Regions from separate parts of the Mus musculus genome. Here all the other regions are linked to region 3. The links are chromatin contacts, called in public Hi-C, HiCAR-type and HiChIP or PLAC-seq maps. All regions are on one chromosome and are shown on one strand. The core of a region is the stretch at or near the end of the contact, and the rest is flanking DNA. Distances in the headings are between cores, read along the strand shown. Region 1 has its middle 150 kb from the start of Gm39450. Region 2 has its middle 34 kb from the start of Gm31559. Region 3 holds the start of Rbms3 (RNA binding motif, single stranded interacting protein). Region 4 holds the start of Azi2 (5-azacytidine induced gene 2).

What was found. A called contact is a pair of places that touch in the nucleus more often than the background predicts. HiCAR-type assays count read pairs that join an accessible place to other places. HiChIP or PLAC-seq counts read pairs in DNA pulled down with a chosen protein or histone mark.
Region 1: an H3K4me3 HiChIP or PLAC-seq map of neural tube shows a contact between it and region 3, with 4 times the contacts expected there. The contact joins the enhancer-like site here to the promoter of Rbms3 in region 3. A contact is called at or near these places in 1 of 484 Hi-C or Micro-C datasets (nephron progenitors), 7 of 115 datasets of contacts at active chromatin or transcription factors (VIP interneurons, astrocytes, craniofacial prominence and 4 more) and 1 of 9 other capture datasets (liver).
Region 2: a contact with region 3 is called in a Hi-C map of uterus, with 7 times the contacts expected there. The contact joins the enhancer-like site here to the promoter of Rbms3 in region 3. A contact is called at or near these places in 13 of 484 Hi-C or Micro-C datasets (the N1E-115 cell line, adipose-derived mesenchymal stem cells, cardiomyocytes and 5 more), 7 of 115 datasets of contacts at active chromatin or transcription factors (SST interneurons, astrocytes, craniofacial prominence and 4 more) and 1 of 9 other capture datasets (embryonic stem cells).
Region 4: a HiCAR-type map of astrocytes shows a contact between it and region 3, with 3 times the contacts expected there. The contact joins the promoter of Azi2 here to the promoter of Rbms3 in region 3. A contact is called at or near these places in 3 of 39 promoter capture datasets (the 3T3-L1 cell line, cranial neural crest and hippocampal neurons), 2 of 484 Hi-C or Micro-C datasets (muscle stem cells and palatal mesenchyme), 1 of 115 datasets of contacts at active chromatin or transcription factors (astrocytes) and 1 of 9 other capture datasets (adipose tissue).

Annotation. Positions count from the first base shown.
Region 1 is chr9:117,870,169-117,875,548 of GRCm38.p6, forward strand. No RefSeq gene overlaps it. Among named protein-coding and RNA genes, the nearest start is that of Gm39450, 150 kb to the left of the region's middle. Within about 2 kb of position 2,768, at least 98 of the 459 cell types and tissues checked have an H3K27ac peak or open chromatin away from gene starts, as enhancers often do. A contact at or near this core is called in VIP interneurons, craniofacial prominence, embryonic forebrain and 2 more, where this site is marked.
Region 2 is chr9:116,423,972-116,428,934 of GRCm38.p6, forward strand. No RefSeq gene overlaps it. Among named protein-coding and RNA genes, the nearest start is that of Gm31559, 34 kb to the left of the region's middle. Within about 2 kb of position 1,275, at least 7 of the 459 cell types and tissues checked have an H3K27ac peak or open chromatin away from gene starts, as enhancers often do. A contact at or near this core is called in embryonic limb bud and uterus, where this site is marked.
Region 3 is chr9:117,249,067-117,254,521 of GRCm38.p6, forward strand. It overlaps Rbms3 (RNA binding motif, single stranded interacting protein), which reads right to left and starts at 3,417. Exons shown (of 15, transcript NM_001172123.1): 1 at 2,661-3,417. The coding sequence starts at 2,735. It overlaps Gm17396 (predicted gene, 17396), which reads left to right and starts at 3,467. Exons shown (of 2, transcript NR_166691.1): 1 at 3,467-3,772; 2 at 4,279-5,455.
Region 4 is chr9:118,037,965-118,043,172 of GRCm38.p6, forward strand. Azi2 (5-azacytidine induced gene 2) reads left to right here and starts at 2,558. Exons shown (of 8, transcript NM_013727.4): 1 at 2,558-2,994. Zcwpw2 (zinc finger, CW type with PWWP domain 2) reads right to left here and starts at 2,895. Exons shown (of 9, transcript NM_001378466.1): 1 at 2,255-2,895.

The sequences.
Region 1 (5,380 bases), core at 1,518-4,017, 620 kb after region 3:
AAATACCAATTATTCTCCTGAACGCAAAGAAAACATTAAAGCCCGGCACACTGCATTGAACATGACAGCTTCTAAGTCCGACGTGGAGTTCTACCCGACTTACCCCAGCAGCCTCATAGACTACAGGCCATACCGTCCAAGGTTTCTTCCATTTACATTCAAGTAGAATAATTTATTAAGACACCAATAGGTCTTTCTACTCAAAACCAGGATTTGCTAAGAAAAAAATTAATTTGCCTCCATATTCATCAAAAGCAAAAGCAGTCATTAAGGTCTGAAACATAACAGTCGCTCTCCGACTCTACGAACGGCTAGTGAGGAGGACCATGAAGACGAGCCAAGGCTAGCACAGCACAGCTCATTTCTAGACGAGCCAAGGCTAGCACAGCACAGCCATTTCTAGGTTCAGAGAAGAAAGCCACATAATTTAAGACAAACACCTGGAGAAGGGGGAAGGAGCAGTATTTTGTTTTTACCTCAAAAAAAAAAAAAAAGTAGGCAGACATGCAGCAAATCACATGGCTGGGATACTCAATTATCTGAACACACTAATTAAGTAAGTGTAATCAGCCGGCTTTCAGTCCTCTCCTTGCCTGGCGCACATTTCTAGAGCACTGCTTTCCTCTTCCCTCGCTCCTCACAGCGGGCTGGCTACATGGTGCAGCAGAGGGAAACAAACACGAACAGATCTTTTTGCTGATGGCAGGAGTTTCTTCTCACGCTCACTCGGGGCAAAGGAACCCACACCATGGTGAAGGCAGCACCGGCTGTAGATTTTAATTACCCTCCTCAGCAATTTTGCAGAGGAGACTTAAAGTTCAATTAGGTAATACGACGCTCGGTTAGGGTGTTTTCATAAAACCGGGCACAGGCTTTCAAGTAGTAAATATGCAGCCGTGACAGGATTAAATATTCATGAAATCAAGATCGACTGGAAGGCTGGGGATATCAGACTATTAAAATTCATATAGTTTTCACAATGTAAATCTTGTATCCACTTGTAAGGTGCCCCGTTCTGGTCTGGTTTGGAGTGTGTTCAGATACCAACTCCTGTGTAGCTTACCATTTAAATAACAATATTGATTTTTGTAGACAAACAACAACCCCGATTCTTACCTCTGGTTTCAAAATGCAGGAACAATTTTAAGCATCTGCAAATCCAAACTTAAGGATCCGTCTGCTGACTGAGAACAGCAACACTACATGTGAGCCCAGCATGCACCAGCTATGTGTTTAATCTACTGGTGTCTTAGCAAAGGTCCAAAGAAAATCAAGGTGTTCCCAAGGAGGAGCATTACGGAAGATGTGGCTGCTTCCACCTAACAGAAGTGCCTGTCTGCCTGGACGCTTCCTTGAGACAACGTGGGAATAAAGTACATTGACTCTTCTTGGGTTCCAATATTCTGATTTGCTGAACCAACTTTCCCCCAATATTATCAGTTGCTTTCAAAATGCTTTAACAAACACGTGCGCGCTTGATACCTATGGAACTAAACAACTAGCTTTCACCGAACTCAACTCAGGAGCGTGGGCAGAGGCAGAAGCTCAGACACAGAACTCTCTGGATACTGCCGAAGCATCGTCTTCAGTGCCATTTCCCCTACTGTACAATTTTCTCAGCAGAGGAAACATCAGCACCAGAGAATGACATCTCAACCATTTCTTACTCGAATTCAATTACCTAAAGAACTCCACACAGTCAGGCGCAGGTCTCCCCTGGTCTACAATGACACAGCAGGGCTGCAAAGGACTCCCAGGGTTCATCTGCCGCCAGGCACTGGGTCCCTGCCCTCCTAGAGAGGAGGGTGCCCGCTGAGAAGGACCACCTCCAGCCTCGAGCTCCGGGAAGCAAGGCTGTCCAATCTGAAACAAGCCAAACTTTGCTCCCATCAGTAGGTGCATGTCACCTCCCCTCCAAGAGTCTAGGAAGCCACTTGCCAGGTCTTAAGGCACCCTTCCCTTAGACCCACAGCATCTAAAGGCGAGTCTCAGCACTGCCCCGCCCGCGGCTTCAGCCCTGCCCTCAGCCTCCTCGCATCGCGTGTACCACGACTTCCCCTGCACACATCACTGAACACCGAAACCAGAGCAGACTTCTTTCTGCACACGCCTTCCAGTTGAGAAACTCACTACCGGCGTGGATTCCTTTAAATCCCACGCCTTCTCCAATCTGCCACCCCACCCCCCACACAAACGAGGTAAGGGGGTTGGGAACGGAGGGGTTAAAGAGACGGCCACTACTAGTCCTCCTCCGTCTGGTTCAAAAGATGTCACGGCGGCCACACCGCGGACCTTACCTTGCTCTCCCCCCTCTCGCCATTGGGTCTCGCCTCCGGATCGTCGCTGTCCTCAGCACCCGCACTCTCGCCGGGCACTTCATCCTGAGCCAGCTGCTGCTGGGGCTGCGGCTGGGGCTGGGGCGGTTGTGGCGGCGCCTGGCAGGCTCCGCCAGCCCCCTGGGAGCGGGGGATGGGCTCCGGGCGCGGAGAAACTCCCTCCACATCCATCTCCATCTTCCCATTCACTGGAGGGCAAGACAAAAGCGGAGCGGAGACTTGGCAGCGGCGCCCGGCGGCTCCTCAGCGGCCCGTGGCACGCATGGCTCGCCGAGGAGGGGCCGCCTCGCGCGCGCCCTCCCTCCTGCCACCCTTCGCCCGCACTCCCCGCGGCTCGGCTCCGGCGCTGCGGGGCGTCTGGGCCCGGGAGCCCGTGAGGAGCGGGTGGCCGCGTGTCCTTGGAGCGCTGGCCTTCAGGCGCCCCCCGGCAGTCCCGCTACACGGAGCGCATCCTGGCGGTGGCAGGGCGCCTCCCAGCCGCGCGCCCCAACCAGCCCTGGGGACAGCCCCAGGGACTTGTTCTCCTTATCCTCGATCCCAGATCCGAGATCCTCGATCAGCCGGCGTCTCCCGCCCCACCCCCTTGGGTGTTTCACCTCCCTTCCAACCTTTTGAACAAAGTTACTGGAAGAACAAACCAGATGGGCCGGGTTTGCCTGGCAGCACTGACAGGGATAGGGAATGTCAGGTGTGAGAGAGATCTCACACCCCCAGCCCGCTGACCAAGCAGCAACCCTATCTGTCGCCCCCTTCCCAGCGCAGAGGAACCAAAGAAAGGAGGGTGTTCCAACCTATGCACAAGGATATCAGGGAACACTAGGAAAGGGGTAAGGAGAGGGCTGGTGGCTGAAGGGACCACTCCAATCCCAGGTAACTACCGCCTCCTGACCCTGGTTCGCCCTCCTCTAGCCACCAAGAGTGTCTCCCTGAGTGCCTGCATGTGTCTCCCAGAGTCCAGTATCCCGTGTCTGCCCTGATGCTGATGGCTCTGGACAGGAGCGCAGCCCTCTACTAGAGACCTAGAGCACAGAAGCAGCCGGGATCAAATTCCAGGCAGGAAACAGACCTTACAAGACCGTCCTTGTCTTGGGCACATCACAGGTTAAAACTGGGCAGGGATGGGGCTCATCCTGACCAGTCTCGTAGTGCTGAGTTTGGCACCAAGGTTTGCCTTGGAGGGTCAATGAAGGAGGAAGGGAAGTGGGGTGTATATAGCTGCCAGGCTTTTACTGCAATGTGCCCTGGGGTGGGCGGGCGCCAGCTGGGCGCCTGCTCTCCCAAGTGGCCAGTTCTCTCAAGCAAGCTGGGCATATTTTATAAGAGGTGAGTTAGGGGCAGGCAGTGAAGTGCTCTGTAAATACAGAGTTGGCAAGAATGCACCTGGACAGTCTTAAATTGGACTCCCTGTCAGTCAGGCTTATCAATTCGGTGCTGTTCACATAGAACTTAAGAGTTGCTGGGATAGTGTCAGTGGTTCTGAGCCCCGAAGTGCCAAAAACTCATAGGTTGAGCCAATAGACTTGGCTTCTATTTCCAAGTCCTAAGAACTGGAGGTGCTCAGGTGGGGAGGCCTGCTTCCCTGGGCTTTCATTCCAGTGGATTGACCCTGGGCATCGAGTATTTACCCTTGGCATGTTGGAGCTCACCCACCTTGGGTGTGGGAAGGGTCTGGGAGCACCTGCAGCTAGGGGTAAGACTCCAGAGTAGATTCCAGACCCTTGCCTTCAGAGAGCGGAAGCTCCTGGAGCTGTTCCAGCAAGTGGCCACATCCCTGTCTTCAGCTCTCTGGAGGTCTCTGCATGTGGCTACCCACCGTCCTCTCTGCTTCTCTCACGCCAAACTCAGCAGCTGCCTTGTAACAGAGGAGGACAGGCTGCCCCTGACTATTGCTGTCTCCTCTGGAAGCTACTGACAAGACTCACTTCCAATCATGATAAAGATCACAGGTGGGTGAGAAAGAGCCCTTGGCAGAAACCTTTTACTGGGTCAAATCTGTAACACCAGAGTGGGTTAGCAGCTCCAAGCTCAGCTCAATACAAAGCCAGAAAGGGGGTGTGGCAAGGCTGTAGCAGATAAAGGCCAAACTGTAACTGGCACCAACCCTAGCCTCCGAATCACAGACATTCTGTAGAGATGACCAAGGAAGTCCTCTCCCTGCCTCCAATCAGAACAGCTACAGGTAAGCAGGGTCATCGAGAGTTCACCCAGGCTTGTGTTGAAGTTGGTGTCTTCCTGCCCTCCTGTAGGTTGTTAGAGGCAGACTGGAGGTTCTACCTGGAAGAAGGTCCCCTAAAGGGGGAATGGTGTCTTTTGTAGCATCCCTAGTTAACATCAATGCACAGCCCAACTGTTCCAGTGTTCTTACAGAGACTGGACAGTGTCAATGGTAGTGTGGGGGTGCTCTGTCCAGCCGGCTGCCTATGCAGGGGCTGCTGGAAGGACAGCTCTGGGCTCAGGGACACTGGCACTATGGAAAGAGTCTGTGAGCTCCCACTTCAGGGATCTGGTGATCTCTGGACATGAAAGGTGGGTTACAATGAAAACTTAGCTAAAGGTCCCTAGAAAGCTCACATTCCCAGGGAAACAGATAAACAGGGTCCTAAGTCAGGCCGAGTCACTCCGACCCATCTCTGAGTAAGCAGAGTGACGACTGGTTACTACTTGGTCTGAGAGTAGCTTAGGGCGTATGTTGTGGGACCTGCATCAGCAACTTTGCACATCTGAGAGCGACCCTGGAATAGCGGTGAGGAGAAGGAAGTTTTGAAGAACCTGTTTAAAAACATTAGACATTTGTTCTTGGTTTGGAGTTCTAAAATGCCCCCTATTCATCAGAAGATAGATGAAATGCCCATGTGTTTTCTAGTAGAGTGGCCTTTCCCTCAGCACACAGTGTAGACGACATCATGTGTGCCTGACGGAACTGGGAAGCTGCACTGCCCACCCGGCTGTTCTGCCGTGCCTGACGCAACTTTCTCGCACAAGGGCACGTAAGTCCGACGGCTAAGTTACACCGGGACAGGCTCCTAGAAGGCAGAGAGTCTGGA
Region 2 (4,963 bases), core at 25-2,524, 830 kb before region 3:
GTTCCTCTCCAGTCGAAGTTGCTGCACTGCAGTGGGATTTAGCCTTTGTAGAACACACAGCACACATCTCTGTTCGCAAGCATTTTAGACCTTGATTGACGGGACCGTGGGAATCATTTTGTGGCTAATTTTTGCATCTCTAGTCTTTAGCACAGTGACAGTTTCTTGTTTAATTTTCAGTGACTATTCTAGAACAACGCATGATAATTAAAGCCCTTAGCAGGATCTATCAGAGATTTTTACGTTAGAGAGCCCATGATCTATTGAGGAAGATTCATCAGCCAGTGGTATAACACAATGAATTTCATGGTATAATATGTACAGGCGATAACAAGGGGCAATCACATCCTGTAGGCTAGCTCTGGGGAAGGCTCCTGAGGAGCAGAGATAGCGGGAATGCACCTTGAAGGGTCAAGGAGAATTTACCCAGAGATGGGAGTGGAGGACACAGCCAGCTGCAGAAACAGACTTTAAATATAGACAGAGCGCTCAAAGACAACCAGTGCGTGTCAGAGAGCGCCTAGCCCTGGAGTGGTGGAGCCAGAGCCAGAAGAGAAACCTGGGCAGGAAATCTGAGCCAAACTGGAAAGTTTGATATGCTGTGCTAAGAAGGTTGAGTTTTGTTCCTTCTTGGTGGCTTTAAGCAGAGAAATGACAGGATCTGTATTTCTAAAATGCCAGTGGCCGTATACAAAACTGGATTCTCAAGGAAGCAAGTGAGTAGGGGCCACTTGCAAATGCAATGTGCTGAGATAATGGGGAAGTGAGGGGGGGGGTTGTGCTGAAGGAGAGGGAGGGAGGGAGGGATGGAGGGAAGGAGGCAGGGAGGGAGGGAAGGGAGGGAGGGAGGACCACACATCCCTGAGGAACCTTCTAGGTAGGCACAGATAGAATGGGGAGGCAGACTGGAGAGTCTCTGTACACTCACAGTATCAACTCCTTCTTGCAGTTTGGAGTTTGTTTAATTGTTTGTATAATCCAAGGTGGCCTTGAATGTTCATTTATCATTTTTTAAAGGAGAAGCATATGTCTGTCTTTGAATTTGGGACTCTCATTAATCAGTGGAACCATCCCTGCGCGTTCCCTGACTTCTGTCTATGGTCTTTATGGGCGCTCAGACCCCTGCGCTCTCATCACTGAGGAGAACGGCCATTGACTGTCTTCTCAGAGCTCATCTGAATTAACTTTATATCCCTTTGTAAAGGATGAGGCCAGGGTAGAGAAGCAGCCGAGAGGCGGCCTGAGAGGCAGGTCCTCATTGGCTCCTTGTTCTTCCAAGTGAGCAATTTGCCTCTTTAGAGACTCCCAGGCATGAGTCAGAGCTCTTCCCGAATCACAGTTCTCAAGAGAATGTTTCCACATGACCAAAACACAAAACAAACAAAAAGCAAAACAACAAAAGCAACAACAACAACAACAAAAACCTAGAAACAAAAAAGCAAAACCAAAACCTAAAAAATCCAAACCCGAAACAAGAAGCTCAGCAGAGGAGAAACGAACAAACTTCTGTGACAGGAGAGGAAGGGCCAGCAAAACTGTGGTCTTTGACAGCATTTGTGAGCATAGGTCACACAGCGCCACATAAAGCTAGACATAGATGTGTCTGGGAAGAGAGAATCTCGACTGGGGAATTTCTTCCATCACGTGAGTCTGTCTACAGCGCCTTTTATCACTTAGTACTTGTGGTGGCACACGCCTTTAATCCCAGCACTTGGGAGGCAGAGGCAGGCGGATTTCTGAGTTCAAGGTCAGCCTGGTCTACAAAGTGAGTTCCAGGACAGCCAGAGCTACACAGAGAAACTCTGTCTCGAAAATCAAAAACAAAAACAAAACAAAACAACAACAACAAAATCACTTAGTACTTGATGCAAGCGGTCCCAGCTGAGCGTGGGTACAGGACTCCTAGGCAGGTAGACCTGGCCTGTATAAGAAAGATAGCTAAGCATAGGGGAGGCCTGCCAGGGAGCGCTCCTCCATGGTCTCTGCTTCAGTTCCTGCCTCTAGCTCCTGCCTTGACTTCCCTCAGTGACAGACAAAGACTGAAAGCAGAAGATGAAATAAACCATTTCATCCCCAGATTGTTTCCGGTCCCGGTGTTTTTGACAACAGCAGAAAAGCCAGCAAGGACAGCATCAGAACAACTGCTTAAAAATCAACAGAAACGGATCCTTACTTTCATCTCTACTTCTAAAATGCTATAAATTGAAATATGTAAACTTTAAATGTTTAAATAGCCCCGGTAAGATCACCCTATCATTTAAGTAGACAACTGTTGCTTCTTGCCCAACTAGAATTAAGAAGCTCCAAAAATTTCAGAGAGGCAAGAGTCTCTTTCTCCGGTACAAGAAAGAGACATTTAACTGTGGCCTTCCAGCATCTTCCCACTTTGGCTGCTTCTTTGGAAATAAAAATTTTATTCCCCTGATAATTTTGTGCCGAGTGGTGATTGTCAAGACATCGGCCAACAGGTGGCGCTGCAGGTCCGTGTCAACGTAATTACGAGGCGCCTCTGGTTTTGTATAGAAACAGAAAATCCACCTGTCCTCCACAGGAAATCACAGGGTCTCCTGGAATAGCCTAAAAGGCTTCCAATAAATATAAACCCCAAGGATTTATAGCACTTCTTACTGCTTGCCCAGAGTCCTGTGCTAGAGAAAGGACTACCCGAAAAGTTTGACACTTACAGCTGTTTAAATATATAGGAAAGGGGCAACGCGTAGAACTAAAAGTCAACGTTCCAGCCTGGGATTATATAGCATGATTTACAGATGTCGTGATGAAAACCAGGAAGGATGTTACAGACGTTGCAACCATTTGAGTCTCACTGTTCACCGGCCAGATCTGCAGTGCTGAGCTTGAACTTGCTACCCAGCCCAGAATAACCGTATATGCCCGATCCTCCAGACCCCAGTTCCCAAGTGCTAGGATTAAAGGCATGCAACACCGTGCCGGGTTCTAAGTGGTTCTGGAGCTCAAATCCAGGGCTTCTGATATGTTAAGCAAGTATTGTATCTGGTGAGCCACTTCACCAGCCTGCAGAACTGCGGTTCGTAATCAGAGACGAACGGTCCTATTTGATAGTATTCTTAACTATAGTTGAACGCAAGCAAGCTGCCGTTGTTGTAAAAGGAGAAACCAAGATCCAGCAATGGGCAATGCCAAGACTGTTGAGTAGTAGGTCCTAAATCCTAGAGGTCTGGCTCAAACTTAGCTCAGAGATCTGCTTGTCTATGCCTCGTCAGCCCTGGGATTATGAGCGAGTGCCACCATGAACAGCCATTTTTATGTGGGGTGTGAAGATTGAACTCGGGTCCTCCTGCTTGCAAGGCAAATGCTTTCCTGACAGAGCTATCATCTCTCCCGCTGGAGAAACACCTTCTTCCGACACACCCTTTACTTCCTGGACAAGTCACACTACAGAGAACTCCTCTAGAGTTTCTTTGTTCAAGAACAGCCTTTGAAGAGGCGGCTGTTTAAGGCTTCAGCCCACAGAAGAACGGAGGGATAGGCTGAGCTGTAGTGGGGGAAGGGAGGCCAATGCTGTTTCTTCCTGTTGGTCACAGAGGAGGGAGCAGTTTTACACATTCCTGTGGCCCTGACTTCTGAAAGGACTTCTTCAGAGACTGCAACTTGTCCAGATGCACAAAGACCATCTTCACTTGGTCTGGTTTCTAAATTGCTCTTGGTGGGAATGTCTTCCGCAGCTGCTCGAGAAGGCTGAGCCAGCTGAAGACCAGGAGGGAGTGGCTCTTCAGTCATTATCTTCCTTCCAGAAAAAGCGATTTAGGGAATCCTTTAACAATAGAAAACTGGGCAGTTGTGCACAATTCAGTGCTTGGAGGGAGAGGCACAAGTTCAAGGTCACCACTGGCTGCACACAGTTCATAAAATCTACTCCTACCCCAAATCCCCCCAAAAAGGAGAAAAGAGAAATTGAATGCTCTAATAGAGAATTTATTATCTGCTAAACTTTAATCAATAATAGCTAATGCGTTAAATCATCGATTTTTTTTTCAATTTCTTACTACAATCTGGATGACCGGACTGGGTTTGTTTGCTTGTGAGAGGTGTTGGAGAGCTGAAATCCATCCTTGCACACAGTAGGGCAAGTCCTTGCTGAGCTACACCTCTGACCTCTCCAGAGTTTGAAGTTTGTTTTCTGCTGATAAACTCTGAGATTCATACTGGTGAAATTAGTTGTCCAAGGTCACAACTTATAAGGAGCCAGCACATCCCTGCAAGTGACTCAGACCACTGCAGATGGTAGGACCAAGTCCCATCCTCAAATTTGTCTGATTCCTTGCTAGGGTCTTATTTTTGGTGGTATTTGTGTTGGTGTCAGTGTATATGTGTGCCTATGTGTGTGCACATGCCTCGGTGGGGGGTAGGGTGGGAGGATGGAGGGCCTGAGACTGTAGAAGGAGATGATATTTTAAAGTGCTAAGCTCGGGTGTCTTACACTAAAGCCTGGCCCCTTTCGATGGATCATCTTGTTAATGTATTCCCTTTTGGGTAAATCTACTGTGATTTGATGGGGAACTGCATCACATGTTAAATAAAAAGCCTACAGTGTGTAGCCTCATTATGGCAACACAAAGCCTCCTTTCAAAATCAGACATCTGGGCCTCTGCAACCCGAGAGGAGAGTCTGTCCAGCTTCAAAGATGGGGGAGCCTGGCAAGGCAGACGCTTGCAATATGATCCCCTACTTTTGCTGCCCCTCAGAGAATCTCTCCCTTTGTTCCTGAATGGAGGAGTGAAAAATCAGAGCAGTCTCACTTCCCTTTGCCCTGGTTCTGTGCACTCCGGGAAAGTATCGCACAGGTGTGTATTGTAAATGTTTATATTGCCTACGAGGAGAACGGAGACAGCTTTCCAACTAAGATGGGAGTTTGCACTGGGTGATTCAGTTTCATGGTTTTTCCCTGCCTCTTTCCCAGGGAGTACCAGGCAAGAATGTGAAC
Region 3 (5,455 bases), core at 2,167-4,666:
GCCACCCACACCTCTTGTATATTAGGAAGGAAAAACACTTGACTTTAAACAACCCTTGTAGGTCTGATGTCCCTGGGATGTGACTTTGATCAACCATAGGATTCTATTTCTATCAAATATAAGTTTTCCTTATACGTGGGCATGGTTTCCATTGGCTGTGACAGCAACTTAAGCGGCAACTAGACATCAGTGCTGGAACAGTGGGCTTCCATGAATTTCATCGAAGCTCACCAAATAAATGTAAAGCTAACACCCTCCCTTGTAACTGGTTATGAATGCCGTTCTGAGATAGGTAGGTAGGGAAGGGGCAAACGTCCTGTGGGAATTGTATTCTGCTGCCCTCCATGCTCTGGAACAGGCTTCCCTGCATGTGATAAAGTCTGACAGAAAGTCCCCACATGCTCAGAAAGAACAACACACTGATACTTCGTCAGAATCCAACCTTTCACATCTCTAGTTCCCTGGGATGTCATTAATGTCTGTCATACCAGAGGCACCAAAACAATCCATGACAACTACTGATATTCTATGATGCAACCATCAAGATGAGCTACCATGAAAAACCAAGTAGCTGATTTCACATCCATTCCCTCCTCGCCCTGATCTGATTACCCAAATATCAGCTTAAGATGCCTTAAGTGAGCTAACTTCTTAAAAATGTGGCAGACACTGATGGCTTTGGCTGGCTCCAAAGTAACAAGATCCAGAGCCGCTGTCAGGGTCCATGGGGCACTAACGCTGCACAGGCCCCCAAACAGACTTGATAAACCTCTCAGTTTTCTTTCAGGCAAAACAGGTCAAATCACTACTGCAGTCTTTCCTCACTCCCATTTCTGTCTCTGTCTCTGTCTCTGTCTCTGTCTCTGTCTCTGTCTCTGTCTTTTTCTTCCTCCCTGTCTCCCTCCTTCCCTTCATCCCTCCCTTTCCTACAGTGGCTCACTCACCCAGCACCCTGTATCTTTAACTCTCCCCAGCATTCATTATTCCGTTAGTAATACTACATTAAAGGCAATCTAGGAGAAAAACAAAACAAAAACCCCAACTATTTCACTCAAACTTCAATCAAAAGTTTCTCTTGTGGTTGTAATGGCACCAGAAAACCAGAACCAGCACAAAGCACGATTTGGGGAAACATTTGGAAAAATTTAGCCAAATGAGTAAAAGGTTTGGAATGTTTGATATTTTTCAGGCAACCCTGGAGCTTATTGCTTTTGTCTCTTTGCGGAGAAAACGGACCGTGGGTATGCTTTTCTTTTTTAAACCCGCCTGACCATTTCTTTAAAGTAGTAGGCAGCCAGTGCTGTCTACCAAGTTGCCCAAAGAGTTAATACTCAGGGCACCAGGCAGGAGGGCTGGTCTATTTAAGCAGCAGCTGCCCAAACTAAGTGGGCACAAAGGCAGAAAGCAAAGTGAGTCGACCTTGGAGGGGTAGGGCATAGGGTAGAGCAATCAGAAAAGGGGGAAAAATGGAAAAAGAAACACCAGCCTTTAATGCAATCCTGAGAGGCTGTTGTCCAAATGGGCATTGTCTGATGAGACAGAGTAAATGGGAGGTAACCTTATCGTGAATTACCAAACCCTGATTATGCCAAACCCTGAGAACCCAGTGACAGCGTACACTGCTCAGCCGTGCCCTGCTTGCTCTCACATGTGGAGTTACTAAGAAGATGGAGGGGTCTGGTTAATTCATTACGAAATCAGAGAGTATCCGGCATGGTACCCTCCACCCCCCACCCCCCAAAATAATCAAGCCCAATCGAATTGACAAATTAGAGCATGGATCTCTCACCTCACATCTTTCATGTCTTAACTGCAGGATAAAAAGTTCAGGGTGGGCACTGCCCCCTGCTCAGTTTCGTGGGCTTGCCTCCAGGCCCCTAATGATCACTTAAGCACATGCTCGCACAAAGCCTAAAGTCTTTAACCAATTCAAGTCCAATTATTATCAGTTACATCCCATGCCTTCCCCCCACCCCCAGACCCAGACTTCCTAGTGGTAACTGAAGGGTGGGGGTGGGGGCCAGTCTAAAAGTAAAAGCTATGGATGCTAAGCCTCTAGTTCTTTTAGCCCCCCAAAGCATCTCAGTCAACCTTCACATAAAATACAGTCCAAACCAAAAGAAAAAAGAAAAAAAAATGCTCAACAAACTCTGAAAGACTTTGGTGGGTGCCTCCTGGCGCTCCTCTTTCCTCTTTCACTAGGCCATGAAAAGTTTAAGTGGCCCCCACCCCAGAGTGTTTTCTGTAAGGAAGGGGGAAAGGGAGGGGGGTACCCAAATCTTTGAGATTCACACACAAAGAACAGCTCGCTAGAAAAGCTCCTAAAACAATATTCTCGCCCCCTGAGAACGTCTGTTGGGACCTCGTTTCTAAAAATCCCTGCTCACCTGCAAAAGACTTCAACCATCTCACCGGCATTTCTGCAGCTAAATAACAAAAGAACACTCCATTGAAAGTCCCCTGTCTTTAAAGAGAAAGCTACACTCCGGGGCTTCCTCTCCCTTCTTTCTCTGGCTTGTTAACTCCGTTCCTACTGTTAGTAATTTGAAAGAGGTCGGCAGAGGGGATGGGGGCTAGGGTGAGGGAAGGGTCGGATTGCCACGCTCCGGAGGAGCGCCAGGCACCACGCTGCCTTCTGAAGCCCGCGGGTCCAGCCATACCTTGGTTTGGAGGTACTGAGGACAGTAGTACGTGTACTGGGGGTACATTTGTGGCTGATCCAGGCGTTTGCCCATGTAGCTGGGATCTTTATCTCCGAGGCAGGAAACTGAATAACAGGGTGTATGATGCCCCAGGCAAGCGAGCTTCTTTCTCTTAATCCACTGTCCCTGGCAGTCTGCGTGACTGCTGAGGCTTCTCAGACTCCAGCCTCACTAGTTCCAACACCGTGAGGAATTTAAAACAACCCAAAAAACCAAAGCAAAGCAAAACAAAAGAACCAAAAAGAAAAGAGAAAAAGAAAAAGAAAACAAAAACAAAAACAGATGGGGGTTGAGATCTGTAGCGGAAACCCCCAGACTGCTTCCCCAGTTCTTGCCTGCCTGGTTCCTCCCAGCTGCCCGGTCCAGTCCGGATGAAGCAGTTTGCTCTGTGACCAGCCTGTCTCTAGTGGTGTCAATCGCAGGCGCTTGTAAAGGCGAAGGAGGAGAAAAAAAGAAATAGATCCTTTAGCACAACTCGGAATCCTTGCAGTACAGCTTTCGTTCTCTCCCGTGTCTCTTTCCCACCGCGGAAAAAGGAAATTTTAATAAAAAGAAGAAAAAAGGAAAAGAAACAACGGACAAAAAGAAAAAGAACGGAAAGGAAAAAAAACCGGGAAAAAAAGAAAAAGAAAAAAGAAAAAAGAAAGAAAAGAAAAAGAAACCCGTGCAGGCTTAGTTGCTGCTGTCTGGTTCCCAGAGTGACATGGTGTGTTCCAGCTGGCCTTGCCCCTCTCACTCACTTCCCCTCCTTCCAGCCAGTGGGTGGAACTGAGAGAGCCTCTCCAGGGAGCCGGGCACGCAGTCCAGAAGGCTGCAGTATTTCCTCCAAGGGGGGAAAAAGAAGATGAAAAAGAAGAAGAAAAAGAAAGAAAGAGGCTGCTGCCACCCCTCTGCTAGCTATCTGGAATAGCACAGTGAGCAGCGTCTGCAGCCGAGCCGCGGGTGGAACCGAACCCCAGCTTCTCTGTGAAGTGCCTGGGTGGGGCATGGCCCAGCCTCCCTGCCCTGCTCCGACCAGGGCTCCCAAGCTCCCAAGCTGCTTCTCCTCTTCAATCGCCAAGTTCCCAGAGGTGAGGCATGGCATTGATGAACAAAACAGACCCTGCCCTGCGAGGGGAGCATGAGGGAAGGAGAAGTGTGTGTGTGTGTGTGTGTGTGTGTGTGTGTGTGTATTTACACACACATGCCAACCTTTCTAGTTAAGTAGGGAGAAAAGTGTATTCAAGGCTTTTTCAAAATCTGTTAACACATTAAAAGCCAGATGAACCGAGGACCTGAAGATGAAACCAATGTTTTGGGGGATGCTCAAGAGAGGAGAAAAAGTGGGGATTCTCAGCTGGGTACCTCTGTGGGGAAGCCAAGCCCCATCTCAACAAGGGGGTTGCCTTAACTATCACAAATAATTGTGTTGTGGCTTTATCCATCTCTTAAAAACGAAATCAAAGTGATCTTTACATTTATTCGCTTATTGGAGAATAAAATAACCTCTCTCTCTCTCTCTCTCTCTCTCTCTCTCTCTCTCTCTCTCTCTCCTTCTCTTACTTGCTCTTTCTTAATGCTTTCGTGGCTCTGTAAGTATTGCACACAAAAAAATTGAACAAAAACTCATAATTACTTGTCAGAGTTTTTCCCCCCACCAGTAATAATATTCCGACACGTCGATCAGCTGCTACATTATAATACAGATTGTTTCAGAGAAGATAGATCTCCTTAAAGGGTTTCTCTGCAAGGCGGCGGTGAGGCTAAAATTAGCTGTGCCAGCTGTGTTTTGCTGGGAGTGCTCACGCATGCCCGGAGCGTGGGCAGCCAGCCTCTGTGCCTCTCCACTCCCCCAAGTCTGCCGAACACTCCAGCCGTCCTTTCAGATAAAAGACTCCAGGTACAAAGGCAGTTTCCTCACATGGAGGGAGAATTGAAACTGCAATACACAGGATGCCACCTCTGCTTTAAGTCCCGCCTGCCACTCATGGGGTAACAACCTAGGCTCCTGTGCTCCTTAGCTCCAGGAAGCTCAGTTCTGAAGTCTGGGTACCAGCAGAAAGACAAGGACACGGAGACATCACATTGGGTTTTATGTCGATTCTCTCTCTCTCTCTCTCTCTCTCTCTCTCTCTCTCTCTCTCTCTGTGTGTGTGTGTGTGTGTGTGTGTGTGTGTGTTTCTCTTTTTTAAAAGACAGGGTCTCAGATACCCCAAGCTGCTCTTAAAACTTGCTGTGAAACGGAATGATTTTGGCTTCTGATTCTCCTGCCTTCCATCGCCCAGCACTGGTATTGAAGGCATAAATTAATGAATGAACCAGGTTCCTGTGGGCACTGGCTGTGGAACCTAGGACCCTGCCCACAATGGGCAAGCACTCTACCAACACAGCTATCTCTTGATGACAAAAATCAGAACTTGGGTTGGAAAGTGGGTATGGGACACCTGTGATGGAAACATATCAAGACAGCTTCACTCATGGACCTCAATTATTCCATCCATAAAATGGAGAAGGACAGCAACTGAAATCAGGCACCAATCTCAAAGTCTTCTGGCCACATCTCCCTCTCTAGAGAACTTGTCAAGCATCTGGGAATCTCGTTGTTCCTTCCTTTCTGCTTGGTATCAGACTGTAAATTCTACTCTTCACACTTCATGGTCCAGCTCTGAGTGCCACTGAGCAGAGGTCATGTTGGTGATCGCCAAGCTCACACCAGGCATCCTCTGCCAGCATGAACATGCCCCCCTGAAGCAGTCTTCCTGAAACCCTCACTT
Region 4 (5,208 bases), core at 1,308-3,807, 790 kb after region 3:
GAAGCTGGCAGGTTACTTTTTTGCTATTTCCCCCAACTGGGAGCAAAAATCAGCATTCTACTGTCTCCCTCCTGGCTATAGACTCCTGTAATCAGACACCTGCGGTCAGACACCTATCTCCAAGCCTTTTCCCACCTTCACCCACTGTACCCTGAGCCAAAATAAACTCTTCATTCCTTAAATTACTTTTGTCAAGGTTTTTGGTTTGGTTTGGTTTGGTTTTTGCTATAGCAATGATAAAGCTAACTTATACATCAAGTTTTGTTATGTACCAAGTTTTCTACTTTTGGCAGTATTTTAAAACTGTTTTAGTAGTAGATATTTTTTTATTAAAAACATCCACTTCCTGCCAGGCAGTGGTGGCGCACACCTTTAATCTCAGCACTTGGGAGGCAGAGGCAGGTGGATTTCTGAGTTCGAGGTCAGCCTGGTCTACAGAGTGAGTTCCAGGACAGCCAGGGCTACACAGAGAAACCATGTCTCAAAAAAAAAAACAAAAAAGAAGAAGAAGAAGAACAGGAGGAGGAGGAGGAGGAAGAAGAGGAGGAAGAGGAAGAGGAAGAGGAAGAGGAAGAAGAAGAAGAAGAAGAAGAAGAAGAAGAAGAAGAAGAAGAAGAAGAAGAAGAAAGAAAGAAAGAAAGAAAAAAGAACAAACAAACAAACAAAAAAAACCCATCCCCTCCCTAAAGAACTTAGCCTGTACACATGACATGTAGAGAAAATGCCTCTAAAACAACGCTAATTAAATGCCATTGAAGATGGTATTAACATGAAAAAACTCTGCTATTACAACTCAGCAATTCTGACACTTTAATTATGTTAAGGATACAGTACTTACAACATAGAATAAACTACAGAAAAATGATTTATAGAGTGGTATGGTGAAATTTCAGTATACAATTTAAATCTACAAACTCACTTAAAACTTTATTCCTCTAAAAATATGTTGTTATTGTTTCACTACAGTATTCTTCAGATACCACACTTTAAAAAAATAAAGTTGGGCTAGAGAGAGGCTCAGTGGTTAAGGGCACTGCCTGCTCTTCTAAAGGACCTAGGTTCAATTCTCACCACCTACATGGAGGCTCAAAACTTCTGTCAACTCTTGATCCAGGGAATACAACTCTTCTGGCTGTCATGGGCACTGCATGCACATGCACATGCACACACACACACACACACACACACACATGCCAGCAAAGCATAACACACATTAAAAACAATGAAAAACAAAAAGGTTTTCATTGCTCAAACAAGGTATTATCAAAATAATACCTGTACTAACCCTAAAAATAAATATTTGCCCCTAAGAGAGCTGAGCCATAGTCGTAACTTATATCAAGGTCCATATTTTTTGATTGTTCAAAACCAAATATACTCCAGTGAAAAAATTATCTACCCATAGGCAAAAACTATATACTCAAAAACCTTCCACAGAACACTGACAGAATTTAAGTTTTCAGTTGACAAAATAATATAGTGCCAAGAAACATGAGCGTTCTTAGTTGTCAATAAATAAATATTAACTATAACTATGACTCTCACATTACTTAACCAGAAATAATCTAGAACTTGTGCTCCTTTTTCTGTCTGTGACCCCCTAAGATTGCAATTAATTTGTCTATGCCTCACCATACAGTTCAATGTTCTAGCATGCACAAGGCTTCGGGTTCAACCTCCAGCACCGCATTGCTTGGTAATGTATAAACCCAAAACCTTGGAGTCAGAAGCAGGAGGTCAGAGAAAAAAAAATTCAAGACTTTGAGGGTAGCCTGGGCTACTTGAGGCCCTGCCGCAAATTTAAAATTAAAAAACAAACGTACAAAAATATGAAGATTTAACAAACTACAGACAGAGAGAATTATAGATGACTAAAATTCTTCACCCGGTGGTGGAAACAAGTGTGTTTGTGGCCATTCTGGGATGCATAAGACTCTGCCTCAAAAAACAAACAAACAAACAAACAAACAAACCCGGAGGATTATCACCTAGAAATAACCGAGAGAGGAGACAACTCTAAGAGCCAGAACAAGTCAAGAGTTGGCCATGGGCTCCTTTTCTCCTGCTACACAGAAGAGCATCCCGGAACCCCCATGAAGTCAGTGAGCGACCTTGCTTCAAAAGATACCCAAGGAGACCGCCACGCGACCCGAAACACGGGGCCTGCGTGGATTCCAGGGGCCCCAGACACGCATCAGCTCTCGGGTTAGCACCACGGTGACAGGCGCCTCTGAGCTGAGCAGCACGGACCCACCTCACGGAATCCCAGTTGCCGCTGAGTGGAAAGGACGCGCTAGAGGGCGCCCTGAACGCGCGCCTCAGCCCAACAGCAGCCAGCCTGCGACGCTGTCTCAGCTCCACTCCGCCTCCCCGCGGCTGGGCGCGACACCTCACCCGCCGCGGGGACCACTGGGACTGGTAGTACGTACGCCCCGCCGCGGAGGCTCACGGGACTCGTAGTGCGCCTCTGCCCTACCGCAGAGGCTCATGGGACCTGTAGTACGCCCCGCCCCGCTAGAGCGCCACTTAGCGGCACCCTATATAGTCTTCAGGTCCGGCTTCCGGTTTCGTCGCGCTGCGCTGGCACCCAGCCTGTGCGCAGCGGCGACACCTTTGTGGGCGGCGGGGCGTTCGTAGACCCTTCTAGAACCCTCTAGGCCTCGCCGCCCCTGAGCGGGGCAGCGGGCGCCGGCGACCCCGGAGTTGACGCGCGTGCTGCTGGGTAACGGGCCTGTTCCGGCGGCCCCGGGCCGCCCCTGCTCGGTTCCTCTGTGACCTCCAGGGCCCCTGACTGCGGGAGCCGCGGCGGAAGACATGGGACTCCCTCGGTGCACCTGTGACGGCCACCTTGACGGGGGAAGCGGTGGCGTCTTCGAGGAAACCGGAAGCCCGTGGTGACCCCTGGCGACCCGGTTTGTTTTCAGCCGGCTTCCAAACACTGGGGAAGCGAAACCCGGTGGCCTTGGGGACCGCCCTACGTAGCCAGGGTTCAGGGTGAGTGGATCGCTCGCGCTCGCCCGGACGGTGGAGACAGCCAGGAGGGGCCTGGTGGCTGTCGCCTGGCCAGACGCACTTCGCTTTCTGTCCCCGGCGCCCTTCTGCTGTTCAGAGCGGCCCAGTCTAGCATCCCTGGTCCCTGCCATCCCACAGCCCCGCTTCCACGGGCTTTTTTTTTTTTTTTTTTTTTTTTTTTTTGCCTTCCCGCTCGGGGATTGCTCAAGTTCGGTCCGTGCTCTTGACTCGCTGGGAACGCTTTCAGTTTTATTTCCTGCACTGGGGTGGCATTTATATCGGAGAGGGAAAGAGGGACGTGGGTAGTGCCGGTGGCGTCTGGGAGTGACCATCAGTCTAACTTGCATGTTTCAGTCCCGTTTTCCGGCTGGGTTGCAAGGCAGGCTAACAGTGGTCCTCCTCGCAAGGAACTCGGAATACTCAGAAAGAGAGATAAAATACCCATGGAAGCTACTAGAAATCAGAAATACCATGTGATGATCAAAAACATTGACATACTGAGACTGAAATTGACCTCTAATCCTTAAGTACAGAAGAGCCACCCCACCCCCGTTTGAATTTTAAGTTGGATTGAACAAAATCTTAAAACAGTTTCATTTCTAGTTCTCAAAAAATGTTCTCCTTACCCTGTCTGTAGTGATCACTCCATCGTCTTAAATGGAAAACAATTGGAATTATTCGCTGAATGGCTACAGAGTGTTGAATGCTCTAGGTTTGTAAATGGACGTTTTCATGTAAATGCGAGAGATTCATTGATGTCTAAAAGGCAGCTTGCTGTCGTGGGAATGCCAGTGGATTAGATGGATAGCCCAGATGTGTAAGCATCGAGTTTTCCACTTCCTCTCTTGAGGAGAAGGCTGCTTACTCTGACTTTCTCCTTCCCCCTTTTCTGAAGTCCAGGGCTTGCTTACCCTCCAAGGCACCCAGTTATAATTTCTAAGAGCTAGGCTGGCTCTGAAGTTGACAACTTAATTTGTATGTTTAATTACTTCATCTGTAAATTGAAGAGTGCTTACCCATCTTAGTGCTTTTTTACATTGATTTAATGAATTCTTAAGAACAAGTCAGGGGGTGGTAGCACATGCTTTTTTAATAATCCCAGCACTGGGGAGTCTTGAGTTGCAGTCTAGCCAGTGCTACAAAGTGAGACATCTTCAAGAAAAAAAAAAGGGGGGGGGGGGGGAGCACAGTTTCTAGCATATAAGTGCCTCTAGCAGAAGTGCTTCGGTAATGGTACCAGAGCATGCCATGCTTACTGAGGGAAATAATATGATTTTTAAAAAAAGCTGAATAGGATGAATATAACTTTAATGCCACATTCTGAATTGAAGTTGTTTTATTGTCAGGAAATAATTATTAACAGCATTTATGTAGGTGTTTAGTTGCATTGAAATACATTATTTTAGATAAGGAGTGGAAAGAAGGCTGCCCTTGGATTGCTTGGCCGTAAAAACTAATCTCTGGGCTTACTGCATTCAGTGAGTCAGGATCATAAAAATGAAAGCTGCCATTTTTCATATTATATATCTGATATTGTTTTTGGACACTTAATAAACTGCAAAGCATTAAGCTACTAAGGCACATATGTTTAAGTGCTGGCGTCATTAAAAAGGGGCACTTCAGAATCCCTCTTAGAGAAGCAAAAGCCATTCCTGCCCCTAATTATTTAAAGTGACAAAAGAAAAGGAATATCTTGTAATTTATTCGTTCTCCGTAAGATTTGTTCTTTTTTTCTCCACTGTTTCTTAACTGACCCGTATGAAGTAGGTTCTTGGATATCCTGGCTTTTCAGAGATAGAAAGCCAGTGGAAATTGTAAACAAGACTCACTTCAGGGAGTGCCCAGGTGTGATTACAGACAAACGCATTCACTTTTCTAAGCCTCCGTTTCCTCACCTGTGCTGTTGATGGTGACTTTCTTGCCAAGTTTGGTGTCAAGATAAGGAATTTAACTTACCAGTTTCTGGCACAACTTGAGTTTCCTTTTATCTCTTCGGGTTCCTGTTCTGCATTTGGATTAAAAATTTGCCTACACGGTTCAAGGAGATGATGTCTTAATGATACAATCCAACTCTGTCATACATAGGTATAAAAATTAAGATCCTAAGAGCTGAAGTGAAGTAGTGTATAATCAGGGTGACAAATCATAGACTAGAATTTGAGTTTCTGAATTGTAGGCCATTGTACCACAGACATG